Regions from separate parts of the Mus musculus genome. Here region 2 is linked to region 1. A link is a contact called in public HiChIP or PLAC-seq data. All regions are on one chromosome and are shown on one strand. The core of a region is the stretch at or near the end of the contact, and the rest is flanking DNA. Distances in the headings are between cores, read along the strand shown.

Evidence for each region. HiChIP or PLAC-seq counts read pairs in DNA pulled down with a chosen protein or histone mark.
Region 2: a contact with region 1 is called in an H3K27ac HiChIP or PLAC-seq map of embryonic stem cells, with 5 times the contacts expected there. The contact joins two enhancer-like sites. A contact is called at or near these places in 1 of 115 datasets of contacts at active chromatin or transcription factors (embryonic stem cells) and 1 of 9 other capture datasets (embryonic stem cells).

The regions. Positions count from the first base shown.
Region 1 is chr17:48,815,742-48,819,076 of GRCm38.p6, forward strand. No RefSeq gene overlaps it. Among named protein-coding and RNA genes, the nearest start is that of Lrfn2, 120 kb to the right of the region's middle. Within about 2 kb of position 1,395, at least 36 of the 459 cell types and tissues checked have an H3K27ac peak or open chromatin away from gene starts, as enhancers often do. A contact at or near this core is called in embryonic stem cells, where this site is marked.
Region 2 is chr17:49,897,122-49,900,374 of GRCm38.p6, forward strand. The region is part of intron 19 of Kif6 (kinesin family member 6); the gene reads left to right. Among named protein-coding and RNA genes, the nearest start is that of Gm16555, 77 kb to the left of the region's middle. Within about 2 kb of position 1,575, at least 13 of the 459 cell types and tissues checked have an H3K27ac peak or open chromatin away from gene starts, as enhancers often do. A contact at or near this core is called in embryonic stem cells, where this site is marked.

The sequences.
Region 1 (3,335 bases), core at 145-2,644:
TATTTCTCCTTTTGCTCACATTTTAGATTTTTGAGCGGGGCAGGAACTGAATGGATAGGTTCTGTTTGCTGAGTTCAGCGGAAAAGTACAGCACTATTTTCTACTAAGTGAAAACGTAATTCTTACAAATGACTCTGTAATATTTTCCCACTGAAATTGAGGAGGAACAGTCTAGACATTGGTTACATCTCTTCACCCTCGCCTTCCACCATATATTGGATAATAACGAACACTTTCAAACTGTTGTGCACAGAAAAATGTGCTTTCAGAGTTTGAGGGGAACTGTAGAGTTTTAAGGAGCCCTTTTCAGTTGACTGGACCTTCCTAAGGACTGACTGTGTGCCCTCAGACTGGACCTTCCTGAGGACTGACTGTGTGTCCTCAGACTGGGCCATCCTAAGGACAGACTGTGTCTTCAGACTGGACTTTGCTGAGGACTGATTGTGTGTCCTCAGACTGGTCCTTCCCGAGGACTGACTGTGTGTCCTCAGACTGGACTTTCCTGAGGACTGACTGTGTGCCCTCAGACTGGGTCTTCCTGAGGACTGACTGTGTGTTCTCAGACTGGACTTTCCTGAGGACTGACTGTGTGTCATCAGACTGGACCTTCCTGAGGACTGACTGTGTGTCCTCAGACTGGGCCATCCTAAGGACAGACTGTATCTTCAGACTGGATTTTGCTGAGGACTGACTGTGTGTCCTTAGGCTGAGCTTTGCTTTCCTGATGACTGACTGTGTGTCTTCAGACTGGACCTTCTTGAGGAAAGGGTGTGTCTCCTCAGTCTGGAAGTCCCTGGGAACAGTTGGTGGCTTTTTATATATCCTGAGGCTCCCTGAGGATGGGGCTGTGTCTGCTCAGACTGAGACTCCCTGAGGACAGGGCATCCTTGCTTCTCAGATTGTGTGGAAAACAGTATGTTCTTCTGTTCTCTCAGAGCTAAGCAGCTCTTCATTTCTGAGTTCATTTAATGTCACAAGTCCAAGGCCCACGTGACTCACCCCCACACCGAATTTCCTGGAGCTTCAACAGCTCCAAGTTCTTTCTGTCCCTCTTCCTTCTGCTAATGACCTTGGATCACAGGAAGCAAAGCAAACACACTCCCTGGAGACACCCTGAGGGGGCCCTGCTAGGTTGGTGACTCCCACTCAGGATCCGTCCTACTCTGTCTTCAGACAACGCGTCTCTCAGGCCCTGCTGGGTCTTAAGCAGACTTCTCCCTTCCCTTCTCCGCCACAAGTAGCTTTTCTTTTCTTTGACGCTGTCTGTGCAGAGACTGTGGCTAGCATGAATAATAGATTATTAATCTGGAGCTTCTCCAGTCAGAGATTCACCACCAGTGTAGACACACATTATGCAAGCAGTGAGTTACAGCAGCAGCAGCAGCAGCAGCAGCAGCAGTGTGTCTGTGGAGAAGCAGGAGTGGAAGGAGAGGAGCGGGCAAGGGTGGAGCTCGGTTGGGAGGATCAGGGTGGGGCCACAGGCTAGTGCTGAGAGCTATTGAGACCCATGGAGTACAGATACATTCCTCTCATGGAACATTAATTGTGGCTGAGATGTGAAGGGTCAGATTAGAAGGTATCTCCAGCCATTGTCTCTACAGGAATAAGCCCATAGCCTTCCTTCCAGGCGACACCACTTTCAAGGTCATGGGGATGCTGACTAGTGGCCAAAAGCAGCTCATCTTTAGCATCTTTAGGTGAGGGCGCCGAGCAAGGGTGGGAAGGTGTTGGCCACTGCCTGAGTTGTGGGTGTATTTTGGCTGCTGGTTTAAGGGTATGCTTTCCTAGTGGGGAGGGAGCCACAGCAGTCCAAGTGTGAGAAGACTGGTTGCCTTGCATCTGCCGCCAGGAAGCACAGAAAGATGAGGCTTGTTGTTCATCATCCATTCTTATTCCGTCGTGACCGCGGCCCATGGGATGCCGCTGTTCATGGTCAGGGCTGGGGTAGGGGGTGGGAGAGCTGGGGCTTGGGAGAAGAGTCTTACTTCCTCAGTTAAACCTTTCTGGAAACACCCAAAGGCGTGTTTCCATGGCGACTACAAACCTTACGTTGACAGTGAAGATTCGTCACAGCCCCAGATGCTTTGAAGAGCCATCTCCCAGGAGCAGGGGCCTGGCTTTTTGGTAGCCATGAACCATGAATGTGACCTCTCAGATCTTCCATGGGGGAGCCTAACTTACCGACAGCCCGGGGCTGCGTTCAGAAGCCACAGCTGGGCTGGCTCTGAGGACACACCTCTTCTTGGTTCTCTCCAGCTTCTAACTGACTAGATTGAGGTAGGAATGCTGAGGCAGACCCACTCCTGTGAAATGGGGAACAGAGATTCTGCTGTGGGCTTGAGTTTCACCACTGACCTCACCCCACTGTCTGTCATCAAAGTGTCCTTACAGCTGACTTTGCCACTTGCTTTCAGTGGTATTGTGGACCAGGAGAATCTCACAGCCCACTTTTCCCCTCCTTTTCCTCCTCCTCCCCTCTTTGTCCTCCTCCTCTCCCTCCTTCTTCTTTTTTCCTTCTCCTTCTTATTCTCCTCTCCCTCCTCCTTCTTTCTCTTCCTCCTCCTCCTTTCTCTTCTTCCTCTTCTCCTCCTCCTTCTCTTCCTCCTCCTCCTTCCTCCTCCCCTTCCTTCATTTTTCATTTCCTCTAAGGTCCTAGATTGACCCAGTCTTTATTCTCCAGCCCCCAGATCAGGTGTGAAATCTCACCATAGAACACTAACCCAAGGTGTGTTTATTGTCCATCAAGGCTGTAGTTGCATTGTCTTGGGACCTGTTTCAGCAGTGAGAAATACAAAGGCATCCTGGCTGAAGTGAGCTCAAATCTCTGTGATTTAGAGACAGGTCAGGGGGTTGAGTTTAAAGAGTGGAGAGAGACAGATGAGCCAGAACTTTGTGGTCATTTTGGGATGTAATTCTCAGCATAAAACACACTCAAGTCTTCTAGAGGCCAGCACTCAGCCCTTAGAAGATTTCCTTTTGTCCTTCTTTGTCCTGTCCAGGAGAGGCAAGACCGGCTCTTCATTGGCTCTCCAAGGCTGTAACATCAGACATGGTTCTTGTCGTCCTAAGACTCCTCCGACGCCTCCTAACCTGCACCAGCCCACACAGAAGGAAAAAAGTCCGATGGCCAACACGGGCTCAGACCAGGGCTCATGTGTAGGATAAAAGGGCCAAGAAAACCCACCAATGCCTGAACAGGAAAACCCACCAATCCATGAGCTCACCAAGCTCAGGGATTGAAATCCCACCAGTCCTCGCCCTGGAAATCTCTGCCCTGGAAATCCCCACCCTATAAGCCCCACCCTCTGCCCAGTTCTCCACTGCATTCCACTGAG
Region 2 (3,253 bases), core at 325-2,824, 1.1 Mb after region 1:
GGTGTCAGACAGTGCCTGTAGAAGCCTGAGGGAAATGTCACACAAATCTCAGCAAGGGACATTCTACAAAATACCTGTCCGGTACAGCTCAAAAGTGGCAGGAAGTCTGAGCATCCTGAAGCCAAGCTGAGGCAAAGACGACTTGACAGCTCCAGATAATGTGGAGCCCTGGGTACTATGCTGCAGCCAAAAGAAGGAAAACTTCAGAGCTGCCACATTCAGGTGTGCGGCCTTGAGTTCAGGGCTGGCTGGGTGAGGGCAGCAGCTGCAGAAATGGGCAGGGCATCCTGGGGACTGTCTGTGCTGCGTTTGCAAGTCTCCGGAAACTGTCTTTACAAATCCAGACTCTTGGGGCTGGAGAGATGGCTCAGCCGCTAAGAGCACTCGCTGCCTTTGCAGAGGTCCTGAGTCTGGTTCCAAGCAGCCAGCCCAGGTCTTTCACAACCCCACTGGTAGCTCCAGCTCCAGAGGAAAAGGCAAACCCCACAGGTCTGGCTTCTGTGGGCACACACACACACATACATAATGAAAAATTAATATTTTAATTTAAAAAAAAATCTTACCTAAAAAAAATTGTTCTGGTTGACATTCGCCCAGGCCTCCCAGATCATGCCAGGCTGTAGTGCCCACGCTTCCGTGGCACTGTGCTGCAGGAAACAGTGCCCACCTCTCACCACAGAGAAACAACTGCGTTTTGTTGGGATGCCTGGATGTTTTAAAAATAAATTCAGTAAATTCAGAAACGAAAAAGACAGTAAATGGAACTTTATTAAATTCTTAAGAGATGCCACTAGGCTGGAGAGATGGCTAGACAGTTAAAAGCCACCCTGCTCTGTGCTGCAGGCACAGATCCCAGCACCCACTTTGGGTTGTTCACAAACACCAGCAACTCTAGTTTCACAGGATCCAATGCCATCTTCTGACTTCCACAGGCATCCTTAAACAAACGTGTGCATACACTCAGACAAACACGCACTCACAAATAAATAAAGAACCAACGAAATAAAAATAAAAGGACTCCGGCGTGGTGGTGCACGCCTTTAATCCCAGCACTCGGGAGGCAGAGGCAGGCAGATTTCTGAGTTCGAGGCCAGCCTGGTCTACAAAGTGAGTTCCAGGACAGCCAGGGCTATACAGAGAAACCCTGTCTCGAAAAACCAAAAAAGAAAAAAAAAAGAAAGAAAGAAAAGAAAAAGAAAAAGAAGGATGTACAAAACAGAGGATATTTGCAAAGTGCACACGTTACAAGAAACTTGTCCCAAAATATACCCAGGACACTTAAATGTGCAATGTTTACTAATGGTAACTAATAGTTAATTAGTAGGGCTGGGCTTGGTGGCGCACACCTTTAACCCCAGCACTTGGGAAACAGAGGCAGGAAGATCTGAACTGTGGTATCCCAGAGTGGGGGGCAGCTCGGGAACTGGGAGTGCTTTCCCTCCACACTTCACAGGGTGCCATCCTCCTGCCTGAGTCGCCTGAGAGGATAGACCAGGCAGCTGAGCTCTACAGGAGCCCCTGGTTGCCGCTCTCTTCCTGGTGGTCACATCCCTCCGCCCTGTTGTCTGGCTCACCTCTCACACTCCACTATTCGGTCCTGGACCTAAGCAATGTGGCACCCTGAACATTCCCTGGCAGCTAAAGAAAGCTAAACTGGGAGTCCATCACGTGAGAGGGCCGTTTGACAGCCAGTGGCTTATTCCCACAGGTCCACTACTGCTTCTAAACTGCCCTTAACCTGCTGTGAAGGTAGCACCTGTGGGAAGAAACCCCTCTTTCCATATTCCAGGCTTTCCCCAGCTTCCTCCTGGTTCCTCTAGAAACCCCAAAACTATGGCAGCCATTCACTCAAGAAGCGTGTGCAGAGTCTGCCACCTTGTGGTCATCTCTGGTCCTGCAGTACCCCACATCAGCCCCAGCAAAGAGGAGCTCCAGTCTCCCGTTCCCCCTCTAGGGTGCCACAGAGACACTTTAGACAGCTAGGGGATGAGCACGGAGGTGTGAGGGGCGGGGGGGCTGGGAGCCACACACTCTGGCTTTCCTTCCTGTCTATCCGATTCACAGTCCTGAGCCTGTGGAGACAGCCCCAGGGTAAAGAGGCCTCATCATCATGTCAGGTGGGAGAGCAGACGGTTGGCATTAGGCAACTAGCCAAACTCATATGTGGGAAAGCAAGCTGTGGGCCTGATCGAGGGCTTGGAGAGATGACAGTGGACTTACTAAGCTATCTCTCACGTGTCTGTCACCCTGGCCCACCTCCCTACCTGAGTGTCGCCCAGCTATAAAATGAAGGTTCTGACATGTCAAGCCCCTTTCACCTCTGACAACACTCTTCAGTGGAGCATCCCAACGTAAGATCAGAGGCTCTCCAAGTCCATATGGCAGAGCATATTGCAGGATAGCCTAGAGAGACCGGGAGCAAACGGCAACCTTCCTGTGCTCCTCCACAAGAGGGATGTGGAGATCCTGCAGCCAGGAGTCGTGGGCAAGGAGCACACTGCAGGCAGCAAGGTACTGGATGTGGATCGTGCATCCACAAGCATGCAGTGGTCATCAGAGACCATGCAGGGGACCCGTACAGTCAAGGGATAAGGTGCCTTCGGTACCAGCAGCCAGGAGCCAGTCAGTGGGTCAGGACGGCTGGGAGCACAATGGAGGCCTCCCAGGTGTGATAGCATAGGGCTCCGCTTTGTAATCCCTCTCCACCTCGGCTCACATCTCTTAAGATGAGGATGATAGCGCCCTCCTCTGACCACAGAAAGGCCTCATGTCTCAGTTTTCCCTTGCTGTGACAAAACAGCTTGACCGAAGAAAGGTTTATCCTGTCCCATGTTTTCAGAGGTTTCACAGACTGAGGTCAGCTGGAGCCAATTGCTCTGAACTGAGGAGAGACAATGTGGGCTTGCCTCAAGGAAGGATTGGGAAGCAGAGACAGACAGACAGACAGACAGACACTAGAAGCCAAAGCCATGCCCTTCCCGCCTCTGCTGGTAACCTACTTCCTCCATCTTGGACCCACTTCCTGATCTCTACCGTCTGTCTATTAATAATGCCATCAAATGGGGAATCCATCAGAGAATGAGGGCAGATCCCTCAGGATCCAGTCTCTTCCCCAAAGCTGACAGCCATGAACATCTCTGAGGGGGATGGACACTTCCTGTCCAGGTCGCAGCAGGGACTAAATTGAAACAAGATTGAAACCTGGAAAAAAGTTAGGGACACAACAGAGGAAAGAAGTCCTCACCCCAGAATC